Linked DNA regions of Ovis aries: all the other regions are linked to region 2. Evidence: chromatin contacts called from public Hi-C data. All regions are on one chromosome and are shown on one strand. Each heading gives the region's core, a stretch centred on a gene start, on an enhancer-like site or on the middle of the called end of the contact. The rest is flanking DNA. Distances are from core to core; before and after follow the strand shown.

Region 1 (4,190 bases), core at 1,602-4,101, 170 kb after region 2:
CTGTCTTGGGAAAAGGAGAACTCCTGACTGATTAGCATTCACACCAGGTATGAGATGTTCGCTACCCCTTATCACTGTGTCGCAACGGAGATGGAAAAGCCTTTTTTTTTTTTTTTTTTTTTTTTAGGAGACTGAGGGAGCATGTATTTCGCTGTGTTTGTTGTTGGGGGGTAAGGGGGTGGTGTGAGATCTGTGGGCATTTGTGTATGGGAGCAGAAAGAATGGAAGCAGTACAACGGGGGGTGGGAAAGAGTATGGAGTATGTTACTGTCTTCCCTGTCTTTGTGCACCCCTGGGGGGTTACCCAAGTTCATTTCTAGCAGGTGGATTTAGACGGGAGTTACTTAACGCTTGACCGCCAGTTTTGAAAAAAAGAAAAAGAAAAAAAACGCTGCTTCCTATGTCTATTAAAGGAAGCTCCAATTTCTCTCTCTCTCTCTCTCTCTCTCTCTCTCTCTCTCTCTCTCTCTCTCTCCCCTCTCTCTCTCCTCTCTCTCTTCCTCTCTCTCTCTCTTCCTGTCTCTCTCTCTCTCTGCCCCCCCCCCATCTCTCTTCCCCTCTCTCCCTCTCCCTCTCTCTTCTTTTTTTCCTCTTCTAACCAGACAGCGGGAGGGTTCCTGGCTCCCAGCCAGCCCAAAAGCCTCTAAGTGTTTTGCACTTGTTTCAGGGAGTAGCTGCCCGGGGATTTTTCAGCATTTTCACTAGAGAACAAAGAGTTCTTTACAAAGGGAAGGGGTGGTGGGGGGAGTGAGCTTAATGTCTGATATATGTTTTTCTATTTTTATTAGTTTTTCGCCTAAAAAGAGAGAGACAGGAACAGAACATTCACTCTATAAAGACACAAAGACATTCCCAAAGAAATCCAGTTATCTTTTCTCCCCATCACCCCAATATATATACATACATAAAAAATAAAAAGGAAAAAGACTAATTAAGTTGGATATGTTGCTCTTTTCTCTTCTTTTAATCTTTCTAAATCCGACTGTTCTTCTGCTCACTCCCTGGTATTTTTTTTTCTACTCACAATAAAAGTTGTTCAGGATACATCCTCTCTTACTATCTCTTTTACCCATTCTGAGTCCCTAAAATCCTGTGGAGCAGAGAACAAGACTCCACAAAATAATCAGTTTAGTGGCAAGAACATCTTCTACTTTTGCCACTTGAGTAAAAAGTTAATTATGGGATTTGGGTTCCCAAAATACCAATGGGGTACATTAGTTCATTTGGTCTCACAAGTTTTTGCATCCGTTTAAAAGGTACCGCTTGTGTCGCTTGTCAGTTATTAAGACAAGGTACTAAAGGAACAGATATTTTGTATTTTATTTTTGCTTCTATTTAGTGATGTAAATGGAAAAAAAAAAAAAAACCAGAGAGATTACTGCCCATCCGTGATCTACTAGTTCAAGCGAAATATAGTCTAGACAGAGATTTTTCTACGATTCTGATTGCCACGTAGCTTTGCGTGTTCTCCATTTGATTTTTTTGCCTATGCATGTGTATTTCACCATGAATTTGTGTTTGTAGCAAACATTCCAGAGTGCTTATCATTTTCAAATTAATGCTCCAACAAAAGAAGAAAGAAATCGTGTGAACTGTCTGTGCAAGATGTGTAAACAATTCCACCTTTTATATATGCTGTACATTTATATCTTTATACTAACATCCTTGAATTGTAAACTCAATGTTTTCGTTCTAAAAGTTTTCCTCCTAATGCATTTATATTTTGATTGCTATTTGAAAATCTCTTTAGGATACTTAATAGACATAAAACTGAACAAGGGGGAAATTCACAAGCACCACAAAAATCCTTAAATATATACTATAGGCAGTACCTAACTACAAATAACTATTTAACTAAGTGGAAACCAGCTACAACAGTTGTTTCAAGGTTCAGAAACTCTTTCCTTTCCTTTTGTGTTTTTTTTTTTTCATCCACTGAAAATATAATCTGTTTTTGTCCCTGGGGTGGGAAACTGTAGGGAAAATATAGATATATACATTTTTCCATATTTTTAGAATACATTTATGTAACTGCTTCTCAGGGATGTAATACATAACAGGGCAGAGAGTGGTGTCTAGTCAATAAGCCCTTCTGGCTGGGAGGTGTGAGCGCCTTATGTTTGAAGTAACTTGATAACAAGGAGTCTTTTCGGAAAACCTTAGTGTGTATGTGTTGCCTCAGTAATGACCCATCAGAGAAAAAAACAAGAGCTAGGTGGCCAGTGTTTGCACTTGAACTCGCTGAAAGACATTAGAATGAGGGGAACTTTTGGCAAATCCAAATTTCTCTAGGGTAACTCACTTCTTATAGTGTTTTGCCTTGAGACTTTTCTGTATTTCTGTAGAGATTTTTAATGCTCTTAAGAGTGCTTAAGAAGAAAAAGATCTTTAAAAAGAAAGTCATCAAAATAAGAGAAAAGAAACTCGGTCTTGAAAAAGTTTTATATTGAAAGCAAGAGCTTTTTTTTCTCTTCTTTTTTCCCTTTTACTTGTTTCTGATTTTTTTTTTTTTCTGTCTTGAACTCTTTTGTTGCCATGGGCTGTTGTGTTTGCATTTTTGTTTTCTGCTTGTACTTTTTAGGGGGTGTCTGTTTTTGATGTGACCAAAAGGGTTTATGGAAGAGACAGAGGGGCTCCTGAAGAGGCTCGTATGAAAGCTGCACCAGCCCCTCTCGATCCCAACTCAGGCAGCTCCTATCAGCCAGTCGTGCTGCCAGGAGTAGGGAAAGGTGATAGCTGTCATTCTGCGATTCTTCGTGCATCTGACCTGAGAGTCACACATTCACAGTCGAGGAGAAAAGGGAAAAAAAAATAGAGGAGGAGGAAAGAAAAGCTCTTTGAGCTGGAATACACTGGCTCTTTCTTCCTGTAGGCAATCCGCTCCAGTTCTTGGCGACGTGTCCTGCACTATCAGATATCATATGACTTTTTATTTAGATTCCTTTTCGGAGAATGGCCTGTTAGGACTCTGTTTGTTTTCTTTTATTTAATTTCCCTCTCCCTTCACCCTCTAGTTGTGTGTATCTGTGTGTGAGAGAGTATGTGTGTACATGCATATGTGTGTGCAATTTTTATCTTTGTTTCTGTTCTGTTGATCTGATGCTTTCTTTAAGGACAAAGCTTTAATTATTTCAGTATACTGGTTTAATCATTTGCCAAAAAGAAACCTCCTTCTAGGCGTTTTGGGGGGTCCATTTTTAGACACATCCATTAACACATGAGGCTAGAGATCCGAAATGCTTGCTGGTCCTGGTCGGTGTTTAGCCCACTCTCTCACCTTAATTTCACCCTCCCCCTCATCAGCATGCACAATAGTATAAGTTAGGAAACACCTGTGCTGAGTTGAGAGGGAAATTAAAGTAGAAGCAACTTATTCAAATCTGCACTCCTAGTTTCACTTTAATAAACTTTTTTTTTAATATCGGGTTTTGTTTTTTGGTTTTTTTTTTTGGCACCCTCTGCTGAGCTTGAAAGTGTCAGAAATACTGAACGATGTGTCTGTGGAGCTTTTCTGAGGCCAGATGAGCACCCCTGGAAAGTAGAGCAGGGGCTGAAAGTCATTCAGAGACTTACATGAGAAATTTAAATAAGGTCTAGGAGATCTGTGGGCCATGCAGGGTTTGGTGATAGATGATAAAATGGAATACTTAGGGACACTCAGGAGGAGAAAGAGGAAAAATTCCCAGCCAGGGGGAACAGGGATTCCTGCTGCAGTAATTAGGACTTTAAAACCCGTATTTGATCCAATTTTTATTTTGTATAACTCAAAATTTAATAGATATGTGATTGCCTTCTTCTCCATGCCTGCTATGAAAAACAGAAAATATACTGACATTATTCCTGGGTTTCTCCTGTATTTTTGATATATTTCTTTTTCAGCTTTCAGGAGTTCAGATTTTAGTTAGCAAAAGTAAAACATAACTTCTCTAGATATGCAAGAGTTGTCTGTGCATTATTCTTATCAATGCATAACTTATGTATACATAATATATCCTGTTTGTATCAAGATTTTTTTTTTTGTATAGTAACAAACACGACTGCCTTGAAGGTACAGATGACCATTAAATTCTTTAAACTCATAGTTTTTAGTTCCTTGTTACTCTTTCCAAAATTATTTTTTTAATAGATCTCCAATTTCGACTGCCTTATCTTAGCCCGAGGTAGATTTTGTTGAAACTTAGAGCAAATTT
Region 2 (4,610 bases), core at 111-2,610:
GAAAAGAAAACTGAGGCTAGAAAGTTCATTTTCTTAAGGTTAAGCATTTATCAAAGAGGTGGTAAGATGATTTAATGATCTTTGGAATGAAAACTAAAAAATTATTCTACATTTTTTTATACGCCTTACGCAACTGTTCATCTTTAGACAATAATAGTTAGGAATATATAGTGGGTCCTTATTAGCTCTGTCTAAAGCTCTGGAAAGAAATCTTTTACTAGTGTTTCCCAGCCCTGTTGATGGTGTTCTTTTTCCTGCAATTCTTGCTATACCTCATCTGACTTTTCAAGTTGCTTTCTCCCTTGTTTGGGGGCCATCACCACTATTTGCTGACCATTCTGTCCCCACTTCAGTGTCCTTATCTTGAAATGCTTCCTCTGAGTTTGTTTCCTACACTAAGTCTTTTCTTTATCCATTGACTCATTCAGGCTATCAGCCTCCTCCAAAAAAATGTCTGTTAATTGATTTATTTTTTATGTTGAACCTGTTTTTCTCCTCGGGCTGTTTTATTTTCCTTCTCCTCTTGCTATATAACAGTACTACTGCACAGGAAAAGGCGTTGGAAAGTCCTGTTGACAAGAGGTGTCACTTGCTGATGGAGGTCCATGCTGACCCCATGGAGCAGAAATATAGACACAATCTCATATTCCCTTTGTGTTTCAACACTGAACTTACTTCTCTCCTTTGTCTTAGCTCTTCCCTACTGCCACCCAAGCTTAACTTGAGTGCTTCTCTTTAACCATTTTGTGACCAGATTTTGCGAGGACGTCATTGACCCAAATGCACATCTTTGAGATATTAGGCTTTTACTTATAATCACATTATTTTATGGAACATGAGGCTTCCTGTTGTGATTTTACTGTAGTGCTTTTCTTTTATTTGTTTGTTTTGCTACTTATCAAATAAGGGAAGCAATACCAAAATACCACAGGATAGTGTATAGGTAACTACTTTTTCTTAAATCAAGTTTAGGAGCACATGGAAAAAAAGGTATTACAGAGATCTTAATGAGCATCTTTTCTCCTCCAGGGCTCTCCTGATGCCCTCTTTTTCTGTCTGCGGTACTCTAATTTGTTCTTGCTATGTTTGGTAGGCAGCTGTTCTAAGTTTTTCCCTTGCTGCTCCTTTTTGTACAGTCCTTCAATCTTCACCCCAGAGCTGATGAGGCTCTTTCATTTTGACCTGCAGTATCTCTGTGAATTGCAGAGCTGAGCCCTGCCATCTAAACTGCCTTTCTGCTTCATTTTGCTCCTGACCTAACGCCCCCCCTCCCCACCCCTGCTATTCCAGGCCTGGCCTCTCATGACCAGAGACTGCTGACTCATCCTGGCCTGTGCCAAGCTGTGCAGTCGCTTAGCGATGTGGACAGGAGTCGAAGGACTAGAATGAGATCACTGAGCTCATTTCACTTGTTGCTTACGGTACAGTCCAGCATGAGCTGGAAATGTAGGAACCTCAGCCTCTCGAGCAGAAAGAGTAAGTAGATTAAACACACTGCATCACCAAGCCCTCAACAAGCAATAGTAGGGTGGTGGGCGGGGGCTAGCTTTTTCATGGCCGTGTCTAGGGCATTCCGGTTCATCAGGAATGTTCCTTTGTCCTCTCTTCTTCCTCTCCTCCACAATCGCACCCTCCCCCCCTTCCCTGAACTTCCCTTCTGAAAATGTCCGGATGGCACAGCAGTCATCTGGGCAGAAATGAAATTTTGCTAATAAGCAGCCTCCACAAGAAATCCTAGAACAGTGACACTGTTGAAACTGCTTATGTGTCTACTGGGAACTGACATGAACTTCCCAACAGAATTCAAGGAGATGAAAAAAAAAAATCTCTTTTTGTTCTCCTTTTCTTTCTGATTCTCTTTTCCTTTCTGTTTTGAGGGAGGTAGTTTCAGGAGAAATGGCTGCATTCTGGTGTGGTGTAAAGTTTTCCGTCGGGAGACAATAATGTACATTCCTCTGGCAGGACGGGATGGGTTTTTTTTTTTTGTTTCTCTTGCTGTTGTTTATTTATAAGACATTTCCTCTCAGTTAGTGGAAGTTAGATCGTAAGAGGCTCCAGTGATTTTCCTTCCACCTCCCCTCCCTAATTTCTGTGCTTCAGCACTCTGGAACACCGTGAACTCGACGAACTAATCAAAGCAGGGAGCTTAGCAGCCAGGCCTGGACAGCCTCGGGAGTCTGTGCTGATTCTCAGGCGACACTCCTTGGATCAGGAACCACAGTCCTGGTGAGTGGTGAGGTTCCAGAATTTGATGTGTCAAGGATTCTATTCTTGGTGTCTCTGAGGCAGTCAGAAAATAACGAGTGTTTTTTAAATGGAAAAAAAAATGGAATTTTTTTTTTAAAAAAAGCTACCAAACAATCCAACGGCCTGATGAAGATTTTACTATGTACAGCTGAGAGCACTCTATGGACAATGGCTGAGCCTTGAGTCTGTGCTCAGGAGGAGCCTGCAGGCTTAGGCTTCATGCTGCCACCGATGGATGTCAGCCTTGACATGCCTAGCAAACATGCTGGTGGGAGGAGAAAGATAGGTGAGTGAGCACGGCTGGGAGGTAGCAGATGGGGTTAGAGGAGGGGGAAGTGAAAGTGGGACTCAGGATCCGTTTGGAGTTTCTCTCTACCAGCTTTTCGTGCATCTCTCCTCTGCACGTTTACATTATGCTCAGAATACGTAACGTACCCAGTTAAAGCAAGGAGTAAAAGTGGCTGCGTGGAACAAGAATATTGTTTAATACTGTTCTTCTGAAGATCACTTTGCTAAGAACTGGCTGTTTTTAAATGTTTGGGAAACTTCCCCCACCCAACCTTTGGAAAATACTATTTGTCATACCCTTGTCTTTATTCTTCTGCGTTCATGGTATTAAACAGAAGAATGCAAAGGGAATCCTTATTTGGTTCCAGGGAAATTTATCATCGAGACACAGGAAAACTAGATGACTGTCCTCACAGTATTAAACCCAAATATAGTATCGTCCTCAATATAAGAGCCTCTGATTGAGTGTGCTCTGAAGTTGTCGAACGAATGAGATGGGGGTGGTGGCACGCCGTGTGATATGAGACTAGCAGAGGAGTCAACAGCCCAGCTTCTGGTGCCAATACTTCCCTTCCATGTCCTTGTTAATAATTCACACTCTCCCTGGAAATGGAGTTTCAGTTGGAACGTGTATTTATCTTTTGCCATCAGGTCCCTACTTAGTTGCTTTTTCAGAGGTATTTGATCTCACTGTGTTTTCTTGTTTTCTTTCCAATTTTAAGAAGCCAGTGTGTTCCAAAATATTAAGAGTGGAAAAAATAAAAACCAAAAAAACATGGTGGCCATAAAAGCATTTGACTGTGTGGCAGCATCTGAAGTGAATTGCTCTTTGGAGGCAAGGAGGAGTCTTTGATGTCCCCAATATGGTTCTCATAGGCTAAAACTTCCAAGAACCACAACCCAGCCTAAGGGGCACTCACTCGATGTTCTTAAATATTTGGAAAGAGATGCTATTTTATTGTTTTAGTTTTCCTTGCTATTAACACATTGCCAGTAGATTCTTCCTCAAAGTTGGAAATGCTGTCGCACTAGTTGATTTTGCATTTAACCAGATGTGTATTGTGTGTGCCTGTTGTGTGGACTCCTGTCCAAGCTGGTGCAGTCATTCAGCATATCACATTGATACTTAACTTTTGGAATTTTGTTTGCTGCTCTGGGTGATTCAGATTCTTAACCATAGAACTCATGCATGCTCAGGGCTCAGTCATGTCCAACTCCTGCAACCCCATGGACCATAGCCCACCAAGCTCCTCTGTCCATTGGACTTTTCAGGCAAGAATACTGGAATGGGTTGCCATTTCTTCCTCCGGGGGGATCTTCGCAACCCAAGTATTGAACCTGTGTCTCCTACAGCTCTCCTGAATTGGCAGGAGGATTCCTTACCACCTCATGCTTATATAGTCCCATGTTCCCTACAGACACTGATCCCTGCTAACAGCCTCATGGGGCTCTGTCAGTGACTTCCAGAACACAGTCAGCTTACTTTCATGGTTCCTATAGTTTGTGAGGCACATCAAATTCCTGAGCTGTCATTGTGATAGGAAGCAGTCCCAAAGTTTTATTAGGACCAGTATGCTCCAAGTTTGATGGTATTTAATGGAAAACTTGCTTATTTCAGTTAGGCCATGTTAATTATACTACATGTATGTGGGATATTTCTTGGGGATTTTCCATTAGTTCTCTGTTTTTCTGAAGAAAGAAGCTGAACGGGAAAATAGTGTTAAAATTTTTTAAAGTGTGATATATAAGTGTAACCCACTTTTATCCATTACTACCAAGACCTATGTGAGGTTGTGCCTTCCACAGTTAACACCTGGGCTCCACAGACTCCTGGGAGAATTGTCAGTTATCTCTGGTAGAGATGATATCTGCTAGGACTGCACTCAGGGTAAGCTGGATAGCTAACATTTAGAAAAAGTTTTACTATTGAAATCCTCTGTGCTTGTACACAAAATGTTGTGAGCATATTTAAGCAGAAAGTAGGTAAACACAAATATCTAAGATTATATCCCAAGATGACATTTTAAAAAGATAACCTGCCAGAGAAATTTTCCTTATTGTTGCCAAGACCTGGA
Region 3 (4,658 bases), core at 136-2,635, 250 kb after region 2:
AAAGAATTGCCTCCTTCCAGCCGAAATGGAAACTGCAGAACCGACACGCTGTGAAAGAGCTACCCTCCCAGGGCACTGACTGTGTGCCAGCGCTGTGCCCATCACTCAACAGGAATTATTTAATCTTTGCATCAACTTCCCAGATGGTGCTAGTGGTGAAGAACCCGCCTGCCAATGCAGGAAACACAAGAGACCCAGGTTCAATCCCTGGGTTGGGAAGATCCCCTGGGGAAGGAAATGGTAACCCACTCCAGTATTCTTGCCTGGAGAATTGCATGGACAGAGGAGCCTGGCGGGCTGCAGTCTGTGGGGTCACAAAGAGTCAGACACGACTGAAGCGACTTAGCATTGCATAGCATAGCAGCCCTAGAATGTTTGTCATTTCCATTTTACAGATGAGGAAACTGAGGCCCAGAGAGGCAGAGGAATCTGCCTCGGGTACACGGCTACTGGATGGTAGAGCTCAGTTCTACCACCAGCCCCCACTGAGGCACCACATCCCCTGTGCCCTCCTCCCCAAATACTGTACTAAGCCTCTTCCATATATTATTGGGAAGCAGAATAAGGGGACGATCACCACACCAAAAAGATGGGGGACAAGTGGGGCAGGGATCAAAATTGTCATGACCCAGTGACTCAGTATTTATGAAAAAGGGGTTCTAATTCTTTTCCACCCAACCAGGCTGATGAGTGGAAGGCATGTTAATGTGCAGGAGAGGGTGGGAGCCCAGTGAAGAGAGAAAATTGGTGAAGAGAACACTCTCCCTCAGCAGCCCCCGGAGACTGATAAGAGCTCACAGAGATAAAATATTTATTTTCCATATGTCGCAGAGAGCATTGCCATCGCTGTATGTGTGCAGTATGTGCAAAGAAGTGTGAAATCTATACATCAAATGCCACCAATCTAGTTAATTTCCATGCATTTAACAGGCTTATTACCTACCATCTCCTCAATATGTTTTCATGTATATTTCTTGCCACATACAATATGGTCTAGTAAGGAAAGAGCCAACATCACCCACAACCTTACTCACTGCTATGTTTCAGCCCCAAACTTGTCCTGGCCGGCACAAGGAGAGTTAAATACCAGTAGGTCCTGCTGGCCAGCTCAACCGCCCGTCACCTTAAATCGCCTTCCCACTCCTCGAAGCAGCCTTTTTCTCATAACAGAAGTGTTTGCTGTGTGGAGATGAAAATGTTTTTGTTCTCTTTGGATAATTGGGAGATAGTCAGCATGTCAGAACTGACCGTTGAAAGGCAGGTGCCTGTGGCCACACTTTTTTTTTTTTCTTTTTTTTTGAAAGCAGAGCTCCACCAGTGTGGCGGGAGGAAGTGCACAATGATTGGTCTGTTTCTCTGTGGAAATGTTCAGGGTACACCCAGTTTTGCTTTGCATATATTTACGAAACATCTGCCCTTTTCTTGTTCTTAAATCCTTCCCCCTCACCAGCCCCCTTTCCCCTTTCTCCCAATTTCTCTCTTTGTTGTCATTGGCTCGTCTAACTTTTTCATTGGAGCTTTCATTTTCCGGTTGAGGGGCGACTTCATCAGAGTGTATAATTTTAACATTGAGGAGGGAGGGAGAGAGGGAGAGAGTGTGTGGGAAGTGGGAGGCGAGAGAGAGAGGGAGAGAGAGAGAGACAGAAAAGAAAGAAGGAAGCTAAGCGGCCAGAGAGCTTGGCAAACCAACCTTTGGCATGGTGACCAGGAGGAAGGTTCTGGTCTGGTGGGGAGTTTGCCTGACGCGCTGCCTGTAATCAGCTGGTGCGCTGCTGCCCTCTAAAGGCTCCAGGGACTAGTACACAGCTTCTGAGGCTTGGTGAGACCTGCCCTCGAATATGCCATGTTCATGTAATTCTTTTACACGACCAAAGAAGGTATTTTCAATTAATTACTACAAGACTTCCTTTATCCTCCTCAACAAAATATGAGCTGCAAAACTAGGGTCAAAATAACAGCACCTGTGCATGTCTAAATGTAGATGGTTGCTATGTTTTAGAGTTTCTCAGCTCTGGAAAAAGGAGTCCACTATTAGAGAGAGTGAGATGGAAAATGCATTGTTTCTAAGGGTCAGTGAATGTCTCTCTGGTATGTGCACTTGGGAAATAGCCCAATGGTCTAAGAATAAGTAAAGGGATTTTAGGCAAATGAAGGAGTGAGCCAAAAGGTTGAGTTTTCAATATCCTCTGTTCGTAGAGATGGTTTCAGTGTCTTTGTGCTATGAATGGTCCCCAGAGGTGATCCTTGAGATGACAGACAGGAGGGTATGATGCAAGATGTAAGGTGGGAGGCAGGATCAAATCTAGAGAAGGAAGCGATGCCATCAATAGAAAGAACAATACAACTTCTGCAAAGTTAAAAGTAAAGAGTAATGTTGGTGGGCTGGCCATACACTCACATTTGAAAGACAGCTTCTTCAATTTCCTGAAAGAAACCAAGGAAATTAGTACATCTGAAACTAGCCTAGACCTTATTTATGAACATCAGGAATAAATTTTTTATGTTAAGTGATGTCTGTCATTAGTGTTTCATCTCGATATTTAAATGACCCATGAGAACCAGCCTAGCTTTAGTGGGCATAACGGTCCTGCTCTTATCAAATGTACTTCATGGATTCCAAGGAAAACAGCCTGTCAAGGTAGATTTCCCTGCTGCATAAAGAGTAGGAAACTTAATTTGGATTCAGACTATAACTATTCTCAAAATATACTTTAATTTTAACTCAATTTCATTCCATCAACAAACCTATATTGAATGACAGCTTTGTCTAAGCTACTCTGCTTCACGCTATACACTAGACAGCAGATCTGGGAGGGGGGAAGAAACCAGGCTTGTTTTATTTCCAAGCCCGTGCTGGCACATTGCAGGCACATAGTAAGTCTTTGTGGAATGAATACATGAATAAATGAATAGGTGGAGGGAAGGAAGAAGGAACGGATGGGTGAACGCAGGTATTCAAAAACAACTATGATGTTTTTTACCCTCAGAGAGTTTGCAGTCTCATATACATGGAATCCACCTGGAGTTGTCAGCCTGACATGGCCATTCAGATCAGTGAAGGCAAAGCTGGGGCAGTAGAGACGTCAAGGAGGATGGGAGTCAGAAAGTAAACAGCAGTCTAAATAAAAAGTGTTAAGGTGATGGCAATGCAAACGGAAAGGAAACACAGGTGTGCAAAGTGTGAAGGATGTACAACTGTCAGGACTTGACAAAATGGCTTTAAGGCAGAGGAAGATGTGTGACCCTGAGGTGTCCAACACGGTAACAAGCCTGGCGACAGACAGCGGTGAGAGAAATAGGGACTGTGGAGGGAGTGCTGGTTTGCATGAAGAAAAAGCAGTTGGGTACTTCCTTACACTGAAAACCAGAAACCAGTTCCTAGAAGCCCACATAGACACTCAAGATTTGGAGGTTCCTTCCTTAGTCACCATTCGATAGTAAAGGATTGCAGTTTGTTGCTTTTGTATTGGCTTCCTCCATCCTAAAAATATGTCTAAACGCTCTCCCTCTATTTTCATCTTCACCGTGCCATCTCTGCCTCCTGCCCTCTGGAAAAGCAGATTTGATTTCACAACCTGTTGGACCAGAAACACAGCATGCTAATTCATAACACCATATTCTGCGAGGGCAGATTTAACTACCCAGTACAACAAATTTCAATACAAAATATTCTGTATAACAAGTCCATTGCCATGCTTAGAGAAACAAGGGAAACATGGGAACAGACCCACTTACAACAAATTCTGTACCACACATCATCTTCTACCAGAAAATATTTTAAAAAATACTTTTTCTGTTCACTATACTATGATGATAGAAAAAGCTTAGAGCCAAGGAAACTGGTAGGGGTGGGTGGGATGTTGTTCAGAGTATGACAAATAATTTGGTTTGACTAGGGCCAAGGGTGCATGCAGCGTAAGCTAAGCATGTATTCATTTCTGTCAGTTGCACGGTCCTAGGGAGAGGAGCTGACTGATGGCTGAGCTCTGCTACTTCCTATTCCTGGTCCCAGATCACAATTACTTTCTACTTCCCTCCACCCTTCTCTTCCCAAACACACAGTCACACTCCTGCACTCCAGGATCATGCACTAAATTATTTTTTTAAAAGGGACTCTTAAGCTTCAGATGAGTAGAGCTGGAATAGAGGATCTCTATGTGACATCTTCCTTCCTTACCTGCTGGAGTCTAAGCTCTTCTTTTCACTTTTCATTTGCTGCTCTAACAGTTTTTCATCCCTCTCATTGGTACAGCCTGCAAGTTTAGATTGTGATTTGAAATTATGTGTTGATCTAAAACAAAATCTAATAACAGCAAGAAAGTTGACTGTTCTGTAATGTGTTCCATGAATAGAAACTGAAAGCCAGAAGGAACCTTTAAGGCCTTCTAATCCAAGCCCTTTATTTTACAGATGAGGAAACTGAAGCCCAGAGAGGTGAAGTGAGGTGCCCAAGTGCCACACAGCAAGTTAGAGGCACAGCTAGTACCATAGCTCAAGTCTCCTGACTCCCAGCCCAGTGCTCCTCCCATTACTCCACGGGTCCTGTCTAAGCTTCCTGACAAATGCTAGAACGGTAAAGCCTCCACTAGTATTTTTCCAGACCATGTTAAAACTCTTACGGGGGGAAGAAAGGATGCTTTCTTGGATAATGTCAGCCA

Evidence for each region. Hi-C and Micro-C count contacts between places; a contact is called where the count stands out from the background.
Region 1: a Hi-C map of hypothalamus shows a contact between it and region 2, with 2.6 times the contacts expected there. The contact joins two enhancer-like sites. A contact is called at or near these places in 2 of 16 Hi-C or Micro-C datasets (hypothalamus and omental adipose tissue).
Region 3: a contact with region 2 is called in a Hi-C map of tail adipose tissue, with 4 times the contacts expected there. The contact joins two enhancer-like sites. A contact is called at or near these places in 2 of 16 Hi-C or Micro-C datasets (hypothalamus and tail adipose tissue).

The regions. Positions count from the first base shown.
Region 1 is chr1:180,042,177-180,046,366 of ARS-UI_Ramb_v3.0, reverse strand. ZBTB20 (zinc finger and BTB domain containing 20) reads left to right here. Exons shown (of 13, transcript XM_060418143.1): 8 at 1-4,190. Among named protein-coding and RNA genes, the nearest start is that of TIGIT, 170 kb to the right of the region's middle. Within about 2 kb of position 2,851, at least 21 of the 54 cell types and tissues checked have an H3K27ac peak or open chromatin away from gene starts, as enhancers often do. A contact at or near this core is called in hypothalamus, where this site is marked.
Region 2 is chr1:180,214,756-180,219,365 of ARS-UI_Ramb_v3.0, reverse strand. All of the region lies in intron 7 of ZBTB20 (zinc finger and BTB domain containing 20), which reads left to right. Among named protein-coding and RNA genes, the nearest start is that of TIGIT, 350 kb to the right of the region's middle. Within about 2 kb of position 1,360, at least 43 of the 54 cell types and tissues checked have an H3K27ac peak or open chromatin away from gene starts, as enhancers often do. A contact at or near this core is called in hypothalamus and tail adipose tissue, where this site is marked.
Region 3 is chr1:179,961,363-179,966,020 of ARS-UI_Ramb_v3.0, reverse strand. It overlaps ZBTB20 (zinc finger and BTB domain containing 20), which reads left to right. Exons shown (of 13, transcript XM_060418143.1): 10 at 4,411-4,573. The coding sequence starts at 4,563. Among named protein-coding and RNA genes, the nearest start is that of TIGIT, 94 kb to the right of the region's middle. Within about 2 kb of position 1,385, at least 31 of the 54 cell types and tissues checked have an H3K27ac peak or open chromatin away from gene starts, as enhancers often do. A contact at or near this core is called in tail adipose tissue, where this site is marked.